Regions from separate parts of the Danio rerio genome. Here region 1 is linked to region 2. A link is a contact called in public Micro-C data. All regions are on one chromosome and are shown on one strand. The core of a region is the stretch at or near the end of the contact, and the rest is flanking DNA. Distances in the headings are between cores, read along the strand shown.

Region 1 (2,920 bases), core at 27-2,526, 50 kb after region 2:
TAATTAAATGTATAAAACATATAAATAAATCTGATATATATATATAAATATAGAAATGCATAACTGCTAAGCTAAAATGAAAAAAAAAATGATCTGATTATGACTGGAAAGTAATCCCTCATACAGTAGAAACTGATAAGCACCACTATCCGGTATTCCACTGAACTAGATGACCTTACACTTAACAACTTCCACATCATTTCTGTCATTTGAAACCTGCAGCTCCAGCTGATTTACGTCTTAACTCTTCCACGATTCCTCTTAACTCTGATCTGTTTGGTTAGAGACTGTACAAAGCATGTAAATCTTAATGTCATGCCCACAGATTCTGCTTGTGCACTTTGGGAAGACTCCTCATCTACAGAAATAACTAGTGATAAATGGTGGCATTGGCAGGGCTATTTTAAAACTATTAACCTCTATGTGTAAAAAGAAAGAATAACAGATTAATTATGCATGTGTGGACCAGATTTACAGATAGATCGGGTTATGCATTCTAGAAGAAATATGAAATAGTACTGCAAAAGTGAAAATGCAAGTGATGATGACTGGTTTTTATATTCTGTATTGTGTGAGTGCGTGTGCACAATGGCCCCTCTCATCGCAGTTCTTCCAACATACCAATTCTATAACTGAGAAAGAGGCAATGCTGCATTATGACACACTTATATAATTTACAGGGTCAGTGGACCACATCTGGAGAACAGGCTGAAATAAATGATGTGGCTCAGAGTACATTTACGTAAATGTCACTGCCTTCCACAAACCCTTGACCTGGTCAGATTTATTCACAGAAGAGAATCTAGCAAAACAGATTTACCAGATTACCAATCTTGCCCAGATTAATAACATGCGTCATCGTCATCTGCATGCTGCTGATTTATTTATTTTTTTGCACATCTGTTCAACCATTCCATCAGCAGGAACATTAATCTCGCGTGCACAGTCATTTTCCCAAACACATTTCTCATTTTTCACCATTTCACGCGTTCCTCATCATTACTGATTGGGATTACGAGTTAATCTGTTTCGCTATGATGAGATTATGAGCCAGCTGTGTAGTAATTTTCCATTGATAGAAAGCGGCCGAGCGTTTAATCTAACCTGACTTGAATGGACGCGCTTCCGTTGCATCGCCCTCTATCGGCCGAAGCGTAGGATCTCGGGATTCCGTGACATCACATTTGGCAAGTCTCCTCAGTTACTCAAGTGATGTCAGAGCCTCGCCTCCACAACCACGTGTTCCGTATAAAAGTACCAGTCCAGCGCTGGAGGTGGAAGACAGTAGCGCTGACCACCCGACAGCCTGGCATCTCAGTCCAGTAGTGCGCTTCAACAAGCGGTTTAGAACGGGAGATCAGCGCGCTCTGAAGGAATACACTCCTCCTGTGGATTTATACTTCTTAAATAAGTGATGGCAGTTACTCAGGCTGGATGTGATTTGACATACTGCAAGATGAGAGGAATCGTGTCTGTTCTTGCCGGTATGTCTCTACAGATTGCGATTATTTGGTTATGCGTTTGGGAAAAGAATGCAATATTTTAGAAATGTAACGAGAGAAATGTCTATAAAGGAGTGGTTGTTTTTTTTTTTTTTTTTTTTTTTTTTTTGAGTGTGTATAAATTTTTAGTCTTTTTTGTGCATTTTATTGTATTATTATGATGATGACGATTATGATGATTAAATTTAAAAGATATTATTCTATGATTAGCCTATTTAGCTAGTCGAATTTTAATAATAACAATAATAATGTGTTTTATTAATTATAAATATTACTTTTTTATTTGGTTTGTTTGATTTTAGTGTAATGTTTCAATAACTGGTCGGTGAGAGAGATTGAAATGATCAATTGTCGTTTTTGATATACAGCGGTTCTTTGTAGAGCCATAATGAGCACTGCGGTCTGTTGTGTAACACTGACACTGTTCTTTACATCAACCAACCTTCACGCGCACGCTAAATCACAACATGTATTAAAAACACGATTTCCGGCAAAGACGCAACGTTCAAATGTTTATTTTGTCGATAACCTTCAGGGTTTTGAAGGGTTTCCCCTCTCATATGGTAGATGTATTCAGTTCAAACGCAAGGTGTTAGTGACGTCAGCTGTGGATTTCCTTCTGACGTAAATGTTTTTTTTTCTTTCCATTTTAGCTTTTATTAAAGAAAGGAAGATGGGCTTGAACGACTTCATCCAAAGGCTTGTCTCCAACCCTCCCATCTGTCAACAGTAAGTATATAATATTTCATAATACACACATGGTGAAATGCAATTGTGTGATCTGAAAAATTCTCATTAGAGTTTCATTAGAATTAGAGTAAATTACATGCATTAAGAAAGCAGTTTAGTTCATTTCAAGCATTCATTCACCAAGGCAGCAGTGTGGCCTGTTGTTTATTTATATACACCTTCATTGAGGTGACTGTACTAGAGGATGTAATCCCATCATCTGAGTTTGGCTGTACATTCCGATGGCTAATTGTATAGGTTAATCTGTACCGGCAAGATAAAGCCAAGCACCAGAATAGTGCTCCACGAAAAGCAGCTGTTTGGGCCGCCTCTTGGCTGCAGTAAGCACCTTTGAGAAAATCCTTAATGTCCCCTAGACTAGGATAAGGGACTAATTCAATTAAGCTTGGCCCATTAGAGTCATTCAGGTCGGACTAATGGAAAAATTCTCACAGCGTCACCCTCCATATGCTCCACTTGTGTTGGAAGATTCTAGTGTTTTTCTGAATGAATTGACAGTATGAAGTGTTTCATGGTTGCAAACTATTTCAAAAGTGTATAATAGATTTGATATTTAGTTTGCTAGTGTTATATAATTGAATAGCCATGCACTGATGTAAGGTCAAAAACTCAGAAATTTTGATTTCACAACAAATGGCCCCTCAAAAACTTATAACAATACTGCCATC
Region 2 (3,087 bases), core at 25-2,524:
ATAATTGGCCTACTGTAAATTAAATCCATTAGCATAACAGTTTATGTGATTTATATATAATATTTGACTGTTAGCTTAGTGGTTGAGATAGAATATGATACAATAGAATACAATAGAATATGGCATGTTCACAATAATGTTTGTAAAAGAAACACAGGCCCTACATGTACCGTTTACATATATTTCAATTAATACTGGAAAACAAGAGCATGTTTTTACCAAAAATAATGTTGTATTTTTTTAAATGTGTGTCCATGTAAACCAATATTATTTGCACAAAAATATGGGTTTTTTCTCCAAAGAAGTTATGGACATCACTATAGAAGTTTTGCGTTATATTGTATAACATGGCTTAAAGGATGGATCTATTACAAAGCAGCTACGGTTTTTGGAAACACTCGTCACTACATTGTTCTTTTGCCAAACGATGCATTGTACTATGACAGTCAGCCACGATGTCATTGTTTGAAATCGCCCCTGATCAAAACTGAAGTCAGCTGAGTTTTGCCAAACTTTACCATACCACTCAGTGTAAAAGCAACTTTAGTAACTGCACTGGTTATAGCAACCATGAAAGCTCTATCATCTGCACCTCAGCATTTACCTCAGCTACTATACAGAATTACAGAAATAAAGGCGACGCTAGCAACTATGGCAAACACATAACAATGTCTTTATTAGCAACATCAGCAACACTTTAGTAACTAACAAGCAAACATCCGTGAAAATTATAGTAAACTTGATCCTCACACTCTCAGAAATAAATGTTCAAGAACTGTCACTGGGGTGGTACCTTTTTAAAAGCTACATATTTGTACCTAAAAGGGTACATTATCACATCAAGGGTATATATTAGTACCTAAAAAGTACAAAAGTGTACCTTTTAAAATGTTAAGGTACAAATATAATCTTTTGAGGTACCATTATGGACCCTTTAAGTATAAGTGTGTACCTTTTGAAAAGGAACCGCCCCAGTGACAGCTCTTGTACCTTTATTTCCAAGAGTGCAGGGGTATGTTTGTTAAATATTTTAAACAACAGACAAAAAAACAGTCACGTCATGGACTATGCTTTCTAGTTCAAGCCACACTGCATAATTTCTCAGTATGCTTGTCGGTCCTACAGTAGGTTTTCATATTCATCACACTATCCAATAACATTGTTATCATTTTCTGTGCCTGCCAAGAGTGTGAGGAGGAGTGTGTTTCCAACAACAGACAAAAAAACTGTCACGTCACGGATCATGCTTTCTAGTCCAAGCAACACTGCATTTTCTGTGCCTGCCAAGAGTGTGAGGAGGAGTGAGGAATGTGACTAATACTTTGCCAGGCCTGCAGGCTTCTATAGTAAAACAGGCTGTTTAGCTACCCTGCTTTTGGTATTTCAAATGTTCACTTTAAAATTAGTGTTTTATTTATTTATTTAAAGCTCCTCATCTAAACAGGCATTTGTATTGCATTTAAGAATAATGGTCAACATCCCCAGTATTTACCCAAAACGCATGATACGTGATCATTCATGATCACTAGACATGAGCATATTTTGCCGGAATCCTTAAAGTCTACCGCTTGTGCAATATGGATAGCTATGCCTCCACTGGTTCTAAGACCCAATCCCAGTTCTATTTTGTATCCCAACACCCTCCCCTTGGCCCTTGAAGCAGAGTGTAAAGGGAAAGGCTTAAAAATTTTCCCTAAGTAAAATGCTCCGTATGAGATTGATGATCGCGCCTTTTGCAGTTGTGTTATTTTTTGGTATTTATCTTTTGGTATTAAATCACTGAAGGCATATATTGTACTATTATACCGATCTAATGTGACAGTAAGATCATAACTGTACTGTGTATTTACACAGTGGCCATATACATCTATGTAAACACACCAGTAAACAACATTAACATTATAGCAGACACTGTAAAAAGGTCATACACAAACACTGTTATGAATGTATTAAAACATATGCTTGTTTGTTGTAAAAATTCGTAATAATGACAAAAAAATACTAATTTGTGTATCCCCTTGCTTTCGTATGCAGCAAGGCTGCTGTTGTAATTGGTGTATTCTGGGAAATTTTCATACCCCTTGGTTTCAAGTGAAAAATCTCTGTTTCAATGGGTATCTAGCCCTTCCCCATAGCCCTACCACTTAAAGCTAAAGGGAATTGGGATGCCCATGCCCCTTCGCGTGAACGTGCAAAAGTAGAGTAGGGCTATGGGGTAGAATTGGGATTGGGCCTAAACCCTCCTTTTTTGTATGGATGCCAGGTATTTATGTAAAAAAAAGTATGCATTTTAAAACCATAACATTTTAATGTAAACAACACCTATGCTGACAGAGAGAGAATGGATGGCAAACAGAAGCTACCATACGGTAATACTTTATAAAAACACACTGTGAATCGTTTAATAAGCATTAGCAAATAGTGAATTTATTACTTGTTAAACATGAACAAATGTTTATGAACAGACATTAACAGATGTTAGTAAGCAGTTTATACCTGCATGTACAAATGCTGTATGTTTACCTTTTAAGCACATATTGTCACAATCACAAGCAATCTAATCCTTGTAGATCACTGGTAAATACGCAGATCGCTGAGGGACTACAAATCCACCATTTTATGGACTACAGATCCAGTCATGCACCGCTCAAACGCACCTGTTTCGGGAGTCGCTCATAAACTGATTACATGGACTTAATAAACTGCACACAAACACACACTTCAGGTCTGAGTCTTGTTCTGTTATTGTGAACATTATGACGCATTTTCATTGCCTTGCCTTGTTAAACCCTTGCTTTGTTGTTTTGTTTATTTACGTTGTCTACCTTACCTTTTGACCATCTGCCTGTTGTATGACCACGACTCTGAATTTGCCTCTGTTTGCTTCTGTGTTGACTGTTGCTTACCTGACCGTTCCATGTTTAATCAACCTGCATTTGGATTTGCAGTTCCTTTGTCTAGCGTAAATCACATTAAACATATGTAATGTCCTTAATGATTGCATTTTCATCCTTTGTTAATTATTATTTTTCATGACTAAATGAAGTATTGTATGTTATTAAATGCTTTATTAACTTAACTTCTTCC

The links. A called contact is a pair of places that touch in the nucleus more often than the background predicts.
Region 1: a Micro-C map of caudal fin shows a contact between it and region 2, with 2.9 times the contacts expected there. The contact joins the promoter of si:ch211-195b13.1 here to the enhancer-like site in region 2. A contact is called at or near these places in 2 of 18 Hi-C or Micro-C datasets (caudal fin and an unstated tissue).

The regions. Positions count from the first base shown.
Region 1 is chr19:27,292,557-27,295,476 of GRCz12tu, forward strand. It overlaps si:ch211-195b13.1, which reads left to right and starts at 1,277. Exons shown (of 12, transcript NM_001077302.2): 1 at 1,277-1,484; 2 at 2,156-2,231. The coding sequence starts at 1,415.
Region 2 is chr19:27,242,552-27,245,638 of GRCz12tu, forward strand. No RefSeq gene overlaps it. Among named protein-coding and RNA genes, the nearest start is that of si:ch211-195b13.1, 50 kb to the right of the region's middle. Within about 2 kb of position 1,275, at least 10 of the 62 cell types and tissues checked have an H3K27ac peak or open chromatin away from gene starts, as enhancers often do. A contact at or near this core is called in caudal fin, where this site is marked.